2 separate regions of the Mus musculus genome follow, and region 2 is linked to region 1. The links are chromatin contacts, called in public Hi-C maps. All regions are on one chromosome and are shown on one strand. Each heading gives the region's core, a stretch centred on a gene start, on an enhancer-like site or on the middle of the called end of the contact. The rest is flanking DNA. Distances are from core to core; before and after follow the strand shown.

What was found. A called contact is a pair of places that touch in the nucleus more often than the background predicts.
Region 2: a contact with region 1 is called in a Hi-C map of liver, with 1.9 times the contacts expected there. The contact joins the enhancer-like site here to the promoter of Avl9 in region 1. A contact is called at or near these places in 22 of 39 promoter capture datasets (the 3T3-L1 cell line, 3T3-L1-derived adipocytes, the C10 cell line and 16 more), 43 of 484 Hi-C or Micro-C datasets (the AML12 cell line, B cells, the C10 cell line and 33 more), 9 of 115 datasets of contacts at active chromatin or transcription factors (CD8 T cells, bone marrow-derived dendritic cells, bone marrow-derived macrophages and 5 more) and 4 of 9 other capture datasets (adipose tissue, liver, macrophages and 1 more).

What each region holds. Positions count from the first base shown.
Region 1 is chr6:56,711,481-56,716,671 of GRCm38.p6, reverse strand. Avl9 (AVL9 cell migration associated) reads right to left here and starts at 1,767. Exons shown (of 16, transcript NM_030235.1): 1 at 1,458-1,767. The coding sequence starts at 1,550.
Region 2 is chr6:56,906,550-56,911,302 of GRCm38.p6, reverse strand. All of the region lies in intron 1 of Nt5c3 (5'-nucleotidase, cytosolic III), which reads left to right. Among named protein-coding and RNA genes, the nearest start is that of Nt5c3, 15 kb to the left of the region's middle. Within about 2 kb of position 2,187, at least 24 of the 459 cell types and tissues checked have an H3K27ac peak or open chromatin away from gene starts, as enhancers often do. A contact at or near this core is called in B cells, the G1E-ER4 cell line, hematopoietic stem and progenitor cells and 3 more, where this site is marked.

The DNA of each region.
Region 1 (5,191 bases), core at 518-3,017:
TTGTATCTTTGTTTTTAAACAGTCTCTGTTCTCTAATCTTTATGCAACACTATATACTGTTTCCCTTATTGAAAGCTATACTATTAATAAAACCAGTAAGAGAGGCAGAAACATAATAATCTTGACTTTCAAATGACAGCAAGAATCCGAAGACTACCCTATCTCCTATCAACTCTGATGTTTTCCAGTTTCCTTCCCAGAGCTCCCTCCATTCAGTGTAGTTCTGAATCAAGCTTCCACGATGACTATACTACCACACACAAGAACACCCATGGCACAGGATGCAAAGTTACAACTTCTGACTGACTCCGGGGCTGTTTTTCATAACAGTATAATCTCAGCAATCTTTTTTTTTTTTTAGTATGATTTTTGTCATTTTGTTACTTTACTCCTAGCTTATAAAGCAACTAGTTAGTTCAAAGGCTGTAATCAGGAAGTACTAAAAAAACTTCTTAATATCATACACAATAGTGTTACTCTCTCTTTAGTGTTATTCCATATCTTTCTGAGGATAAGCGAATATAACATCTTAAAATAATAGTCTATTTTTTTGAGGCAGGGTCTAAGTACCCTGTCTAATTTAAGATAATTCTCTTGCCCCAAGCCTCCCATTTGCTGGATGTATGCCATGTGCCACCACACCTAGATTGAAGGTAACAGTCGACACACACCTGTACACTGACACACACACTCGCAGCTATCACTTCTCCACTCCCTTCACTACTTTTGTTATCTTCTAACTAACTGAACTTCTGTAAATAAATCTAATGTTACATTCTCTGTGAAAGAAAAGAAACCAAGTGCTTCGTTTTCTGCTAGAAGCAATCCGTTTTTTTCAACACCTTAAGTATTCAATATATATATTCACTAGCACATTATGACATCATTGGCTTCCAGTGTTTGTTTAGGCTAAACAAACCTATTCTATTTTGCTCCTTTGCCTTCAACACAAAGCAAACGCTCGGTTCAGACGGTAGGGTGAAGAGTCATTTAAGAAGCTGGCTCCATTTGCACTATCTGTTTGACAAATTACATTTTTACTTACTGCAAGCGATTTGGAGGGCTAACCTAACCAAAAGAATAGCTCTGGGCCGGATCAAATCTGAAATGGCACAAAGAGAAGGGGGCGGGGCCGGTCGCTAACCCCAAACTACAGATTCCAAGGCTCGCAAGAGATAAACAAAGGAAGCCGAGCGGAGCTTACAAGTGCGTCAGTCTACTTGAGCATTCGTGTGGAAACCCACAGCTCGTAACGTGCCGGCGTCCAAACACCGAGTTTTCCTCAAGAGCTCCTTTATGGGTAGACACCCAGCAGGTTGGTGGAGACTGACAGGGAACACAAGGCTCGCCCGTCATTCTTCCGCTAAACCCGAACCCCCGCGGCTCGTCGCGCAGTCCCCGGAGGCACACCGCGAGGAAGGCCGCGGGGCGCCGAGAAGGCGCGGGCCGGTCCTCACCTGGCAGCCCTTCTTGTGGTGAAAGCCGACCACCACGATGTGCAGGACAGGCCCGCAGGGGGCGCCGTCACTCTCACGCCCAGACTTCTCCATGGACGCTCGCCGGAGGCCCCCGCCGCGACTCCAAACGCCGAGGCCCGGCCGCACGACCCAGAGCGGCAGCCTTCGGATGTCAGCCTGAGCGCCGCATACGCGCTGCGCCACGAGCTCCGGGGCCGCCGACCAGCTCCCTCACCTCCGCGGAGCCCCACCGGGCCTCCACCTCTCTGCTTCATCCGCTTCCGCAGCTTCCGGGCTGTCACCTGACGCTACAGCCGCCTCCGGCAGCGCGGGGCGGTACCCTGAGGCCCCTGTCCCGGCTGGGTCTGAGGCGGCATGGGCGGAGCCTGATCAGGGGGCGGGTCTAAAGGAAAAGGAGGCGGAGAGGGGAGGGGCTGTATAACAGGAGAGGCGGGGCCTGCTCGAGAGCTGGCCTGAAGGAAGAGGACCCCCAGCTGAAGGCGCGGCCTACACGACCGGTGGGGCGGGGCGGAGCTGGACGGGGCGGGGCAGGGCAAGGTAGGGCAGACAGACACAGACCCTGTGCAGTGGTGAAGTGGTGTGCACAGGGGGTTGATTTGGCTGACTCTTAAACCTGCTCCTTTCTCCCTACGATCTTTGTCAAATCACTTCCTTCTAAAATCTATTTTTCCTTCATGAAATATCGTTACTCCTCCTTTTTACCAGTTTTACTTATTTATAAACGTATTTCCTCTTCACTCTTTAAATCTTCCGTGGGATCTCTCAGTCTTGATTTTTAAATGTTTAGCAAGAAGACATATTCATGAGGTTTGGTATCTCATGTATTCAACGTTGAAGTTAAGTTTCTTGCTTACTCAAAATTTTTTTTACTTTCACTCTAGAATTTTTTTTTTTTTTTTTTTTTTTTTTTGGTTTTTTGAGACAGGGTTTCTCTTGTAGCCCTGGCTGTCCTGGAACTCACTCTGTAGACCAGGCTAGCCTCGAACTCAGAAATCCGCCTGCCTCTGCCTCCCGAGTGCTGGGATTAAAGGCGTGCGCCACCACGCCCGGCTAGATTTTTTTTTCATTTAATTTTTATACGTACAGTTTCTTTTATGCAAGTGTGTAATGCCACAACTTGAGGGGCTGAAGTAAGAGGTTTGCAAATTTCAAGCCAACTGTGGGTTACATAGTGTTAGAAATGTGCTCACAGGGCTGGAGAGATGGCTCAGCGGTTAAGAATACCGACTGCTCTTCCAGAGGTCCTGAGTTAAATTCCCACCAGCCAACCACATGGTATGTAATGGATCATCTGTAATGGGATCTGATGCTCTCTTCTGGTGTGTCTGAAGACAGCTACAGAGGACTCATATAAATAAAATAAATCGAGAGAGAGAGAGAAATGTGTTCACAAAGTAAAATGACCCCGTAAAGCTTTATAACTTTAAAATTAGTCGAGGCTTGGAAGTACACACCTTTAACCTAAGTACTCCAGAGGCAGGCAGATGTCTGAGTTTGAGGCCAGCCTAGCCTACAGAGCAAGTTCCAGGACAGCCAGGGCTACACAGAATCCCTGTCTCGAAAAATGACGACAACAACAAGGACAATAAATGATGATGATGATGATGATGATGATGATGATGATGATGATGATGATAAGGGTCATAGTCCAAAAAAACCGCAGGAACAAGCACACCTGTTCAGGATGGCCAGGTGGTGGTGGTAATGGTGGTTGTTGGCTTTTCCATTTTAGCTGAGGTCCTAACTCATGCTGATTTAGGATGTGGCTGGAAAAGATCAACCAGTACAGAATAGGCAGTGTTTAAACTGAGTACATCTGGATAAACTAATGAAGGACCTGAGACGGGGAGAGGAGATAAAGAAGGCATATGGTTATTAAAACTGTAAGAAAAGACAAACTTTTCACATTGGAGAGTGTGATGGCTATTCCTGGCTACATCTGGAATGAACTACAATCCAGAAATGATAGGCACATCTGTGATCGAGTTTTTGAGGCTGGAAGACATAGGCTTCTGACCTGGATCTTGACATGGGATGACATACACTTTTGATCCAGATCTTAAGGCATGGTGGCTATGAAAAGCTTAGGCCCAGGCAAGGTAGTACACACCTGAAAACCCAACAGATTGGGGCAAGCAGATCTCTGAGTTCAAGGCCAACCTGGGACAGAACAAGTTCCAAATCCGGGTGTGGTGGTACACACTTTAATCTGAGCTATACTTTCTGCTGGAGGCTTGCATAAGGACAATGGAAGAAGGAAGGCTTCCTTCTTCTCCACTTGCTTGCCCTTAAATGTCAACACATCTATTGGAACCTGCTTCTTCAGGATTCCAGCCTATATAGAAGACCTGAAACACCTAGCCTCTTTGGACTGAGAAACTACTAGATTATTGGACTTCCCATTCACAGCTGCACGTTGTTGGGTTAGTTGGACTGCAGACTGTAAGTTGGTCCAATAATTTCCCTTAGTTTATAGAGATATTCCATAAATTCTGTGACTCTAGAGAACCCTGGCTAATACAAAGTTTAAAGTCTAGGCAAATGGGATCCTTCTCAGACTTGCAAAAAATAGATACATAGATTATATACTAGAGTTTGGAAGCAATTTAAGCCTTGAATCAAATCTTCACCAACAAAAACTTAAATTGTACCTAGCAAATGTTTATTCCAGTGCTGTGATTAAAATATACTTATGTACAGTTTCAGTACATCTTCTGGAGTTTACTATAGTTGGCACAAAATAGGTTTGTTATTCCTAGAATTTTCAAATCCTTTACTGAATGTGCTACAGTTTCAAAAATTAAGTTGTTTAAGTGCTTCTAAAACTACTCAGCTACAGCTGGACATGGTGGCGCATGCCTTTAATCCCAGCACTCAAGAGGCAGAGGCAGGCAGATTTCTGAGTTCAAGGCCAGCCTGGTCTACAAAGTGAGTTCCAGGACAGCCAGGGCTATACAGAGAAACCCTGTCTTGAAAAACAAACAAACAAACAAAAAACTACTCAGCTACTACTCAGTAACATACTCTAACATACCTTTTTTATATAACAGAATTCTAGGCAGTTGTCATGGCTTCATGAAAAGTATACAATTTCCAGTATGCACAGTACTTTTAACACTTTTTCACTTTACCCTTTTATGTTAACTATTTGATTTTTACTATTTTCTTGATGTAACCTGTGTTAATATTTTCCACAGTTGGCATAGCTAAGATTAGTCTGACTTCACACATTTGTTTGAAATGTGTGGCTAGATCTCTGTCTCCTGTTAGCATCGGTATTTAATTCACTGTCCAGGAGACATAGCTCTGCCTTTAGAGGTATATGTCGCTTTGCATCCTAGAACTATGAGGTGAGACTAGATTATCTCTAACTATTATATCTAAATGCTTTAAAAAATGTATCATTTAAAGTCATGCTGTATTTAATTTCTATCAGGCACGAAGTGACCTAAGGGAGAAAGGATTTATTGCAGTGCAGAGGTTGAGAATGCACAAAAGAAGGGAGAGACACAGATGACTTCATGGCCCTTAATCTGGTTCATTTATTAGCACCTCCCTTATATTATTTTTTTTTGTGTGTTTATGTTTGTGTATGCTTGTGGAGGCCAAAGGTATCTTTCTTCAATTGCTTCTCTATTTATTGACAGGGTCTTTCACTGAACCTGGAGATCACCAATTTGGCTATAGTAGAAGACCAGCAAGCCTTAGGAATC
Region 2 (4,753 bases), core at 938-3,437, 190 kb before region 1:
CTCTTTTTCTGAGCACACACCAAATTGGCATTACTAAAACCTAGAAATAGGGAGCAGAATTTAAAATAAGTTTCGTGTCTGGAACTGTAGCTCGATTGGAGAGCATTTGCCTGGCATGCAGTCCCATTACCACATAAGCCAGGTGTTATGGCACACACTTGTAATCCTGTCAGCTCAGTAGGGGCAGAGGTGCAAGCCTATCACTATCTGTATGAAACACTGTCTCAGAAAATGGGAGGGAGAGGTGGGGAGGGAGGGAGAGGGAGAGAGAACAGAGAGCTTCAACTTCTAGAGCTGTATAAAATCTCCACAAAGGCTTGGCTTTAATTTTCATAGTAGTTGAAATATTTCCTATATAGTTTTGTGCAAAATCCTTTTCTTATTTACCTTTTCTTGCTTTAAAAGTAGTTTAAGCATAAAAATCATTTAGAGATAATTAGAATACATAAAAGAACTTTTATTTTAAATTTTGGTTGTGCTGGGAATTGAATTCTGGTCCTGGCGTGTGCTAAGCAAGTAATCTACCATAGAACATTTGCCCCCATAATTATCTGATTTTTATCATTATTAATTATTTATTCGTTATTTTATTTTGAAAGAAGGTCTTGCTATACAGCCACATGACCTCAAATTTGTGATTCTCCTGTCTTAGTCTCCTGAGGGCTGTTCTTTATTTTTCAGACAGGTATTTGCAGTGTATCCCATACTATTCTAAAAATCACTGTATAGACAGGGCTGGCCTCAAACTTGCAGTCCTGGTAGACTGAGAATCATTTGGGGCCTTTAGAGCTGGTTAATCTGCTACTAAATTTGAATTGGGATATGGGTATTTCTTCTGTTATAGTTATTTTTCCTATCCAAAGAATTCTGCCCTTCAAGAGGAGACTTACTAGACATATTGTGCAAGCTTTCGGGTGAACAGGAAACTTTATTAAGATTAGGTTGGTGCCTCATGCGCATCCTAGTACTTAGGAGGCTGAAGCAGGATAATTTTTACAATTTCTAGACTACTCTGGGATATATAATGCATCAGCTACTGCATGAGATACTGCCTCAGTGCAAAAAGAAGAAGGGGGAAGGGAAGAAGAACAAGAACCAAAGCAATATAACCAAAACAGAAGGAAGGGTCACGATGACATAGGTGACAGAGAGCTAGATTGTGTATGGTTCATGACAGGGACCCTTCTTACCTGTGTACGGGTCAGGGAGCTGGGCTGTGGTTCATTGGTCACTTAGCAGTTTGTGATGCTTCTCAGAAAGGTGACTACTGGTCTTTCACAGCTGGCCTGGTCCAGTATGTTGAAGTCCATGGATGTAATGAGACAGCGAGGCAAGATATTTAAACCAGAACCAAGAGAGTGAGGCGGCCCTTTCATTTTTCTGTGTCCCCTAGTTCCAAACTACGTATAAAGCCTCTGGCTGATAGCGTCAGCATTTTCACCATGTATTTAAATGTAGTGTGAGTACCTTACCTGAGAGATTGTTTTCCTCCCATTAAAGTATCAGCCATGGCCTGGCCAGTAGCACTTGAGAGGCCAAGGCAAATGGAGCTTTGTGAGTTCCAGGCTAGCCAGGGTTATTTAGTGAGACTCTGTCTCTAAAATAAATACATTATTTAATTAAATAAGCAAACAAAAGTCATTAAATACAACAAACAAACTAAACACCTTGTATGGCTAGTCCTGGTTGTTAAGTTGACTATATCTGGGATGAACTACAATCTAGAATTGGAGGGCTCGCCTGTGATCCAGATCTTGAGGCTGGAAGACACCAGTTTCTGAGCTGGATTAGATCTTGGCATGGAGATCTTGCGGCATAGTGGCCATGAAAATTTAGACCCAGGCAAGGTAGTACACGCCTTTAATCTGTACCACACATTCTAATGGAAGCCTACATAAGGACATTGGAAGCAGGAAGAGTCACTCTTCTTTAACTGCTTGTACTTACTTGCCAGCACATCTGTTAGAACCTACTTACTTCTACAGAAGACCAGCTGAAACAACTCGCCTCAAGACTGAGCAACTACTAGATTCTTGGGTTAATTGGACTACAGACTGTAAATCATCACAATAAATTCCCTCAATATAGAGACATTCCATAAGTTCTGTGACTCTAGAGAAGCCTGACTAATACACACCCCCATCAGTCAGGAACGACTACGTGATGCAGCCTTCTGTCAGCAGGTGGCAGGCTTCTCCTGCTGCAGTAGGCTGCTTTCCAATGTTGCTGCACTAGTTGTGTTGCTGGATAGGTAGTTAAATTTTTTTTTTCTTGGTGTACATTCATTGTCTGAACGTTATGCTCTCTCTCTCTCTCTCTCTCTCTCTCTCTCTCTCTCTCTCTCTCTCTCTCTCTCTCCCTCTCCTCTTTAAGACAGTATTTTACTATGTAGCTTTAGCCTTGTACACTCAGAGATCTGCCTGTTCTTGCCTCCTGAGTTCTGGAGCTGAGTGTATGAGCTGCCATGCCTGGCAGACTATGTACTCTCATGTAAACCCTCAGAGTTACCTTAACATTAAGCTATAAATTTTAAACAAGTATGACAACACCCAGATGTGGCAGACTTGTTTGTCATCTTGTCATTTTGTTTTATATGCTGTTTGCCTTCTCTCCCTTCCTTTTTTTTTTTTTTAGTCTACTAGAGTACAAAAGATACAAAATCATCTTGCAGTTGATGAGGGGTTGCATAATCTGTTGGTAAGCTCCTTCTTGTAAGTAGGTGGAAGTAGATACCGCAGCCTGAAACATCCTCTGTACTCGTGGTAGTCTTCTCTACCTTGTCACATCACATTGTCTTATTCATATTTCTCCACATGCCCTTCTAATTGGGAATTTAGGTTAGAGACAGCATTAAGAACACCATAATCTAAGCAGCTGTGGCATGCCCTCCTGTAGTTTAAACTACAGGAGCCTAAGGTACAGGATTACTTGAGCCTATTGAGAAAACAATAAATGTCATTTTATTTTTGAAATACCACTCTTAAAGGTTTATTTATGTGCATCACTGTTACTTATACATATGAATATTTTGCCTGCATGTGTGTGCCTGATGCCTAGAGAGATCAGAGGAGGACACCAGATGCCCTGGAACTGGAGTTACAGATGGTTGTGAGCTGCCACGTGAGTGCTGGGAACAGAGCCCAAGTCCTCTGCGGCAGTAGCCAGTGAGGTTAACCACTGAGCCATTTCTCCAGCCCTCACATCACTACATTCTTATACGCAGCTTTCTCAGGAACAGCTATCAGCACACCAAGGTCAAGGTCTATCTTGTCAAACTGTTAGAATTCTAAAAGAACAACTGATTCACTTGGTGGATTCTTATAGAAGCAGATGGGAACCACTTGAGAACTCTTAAGCTTTGTCACATGCAGAAATGCAAAACTGAAATGTGCTGACAGTAGTTAGAAGAAGAAGAAGGAAAAGAAAGACTAGAATCAGATATGGTATAAGGCACACCATAATCCCAGCACTTGGGAAGCTAAAGAAAGAGGATGGTAAATTTGGGGCAGGCCAGGGCTATATAGTGAAACTGTGTCAGAAAGAGGGGTCTGCAGGTGAGCGGGACACACTACAGTGGGACTGGAGCTGGAAGCCCTACAAGTTGAAACCAAATCTCTGGTTTGGGGAATGGACTTGGGACCAAGTATACACTACATTATTTGCCTAACTTGTAAAATGTTCCACCTGGAATTATTAGCACAACTGTCTGTTAAGCTGACTCCAGCAGTCTGAAACTTTGATAATCACTGCATCCAGGTAATGCTAGTGACACTCACTACAGAAAAAGCGAAAGGAAGTCAAGTCACCTGCAAATCCCTGTCCTTCATCTCTGGTCACTTATTGATACTGATTTGCTTGTATTGGCTGTTACAGCATACAGTCTAGTTTGCTACTAGCGCATTTTAGATTTTAGGATCTATGAGTGCAATTAGTCAGGTTTCTTTTTCTATTTTGGTCTTGTGACAGTATCACTATGTAGCCCAAACTAGCCTGTAAATTCAAAGGTCCTTCTGTCTCAGTCTCCTGTTACAGGCTTGAATTGTCTTTGTGCTAGGAATCATCCCATGGCCTCCTGCATACAAACTAAAGCACATGGTTTTCCACTGAGCAGTCCTGTAGCCAATCAGTCATGCTTCTTGTGTATTGTTGCACTTGGGAGACCTGAAAATCTTGCTGTGTGCTGAACTGTCTCTCTCTCTCTCTCTGTTCTCTGTTTAAGTGTATCAGATAGAATGAACCAATAGGAAAACCTCACTTTACCACTTTGATTTAATGTGCCCTATACAAAATAGCAATCTATAGTAACAGTGTTTCTTTTGAGCAGAGAACAAACTGTATGTTCTGCAAAGTCCAAGATACAAAAACATCTTCATCTTGTTCTGTTCCAGGCACAGAGATCCCGCTACAATAGGATGGAAGTAACAGTTAGAGTCATGCAAATCTTGATATACCAGGACATGGCACATTTAGCATGAAGCATGGAAGACTTTTTAAATAAGAAAAAAGTTGTAGGCTGCTAAAGAATGTGTTTGAGTTTCTCAAAGGAAATTTGAAATCTCAAGCCACCTAGTTGAGGTTTGGGGAAAGGTTTTAATATCTGTTGGGGTGGAGCCCACAGGCCCTCCCCATAATCAGACCAACCAGCTTACCAAGTAGACTGGGCTGGCTGGTCACCAAGATCCAGGGATTACAAGCCTGTGTCACCGTACCCAGTTTTTTAAATGGGTGTTCTAGGGACTGAACTCGGGCCCTT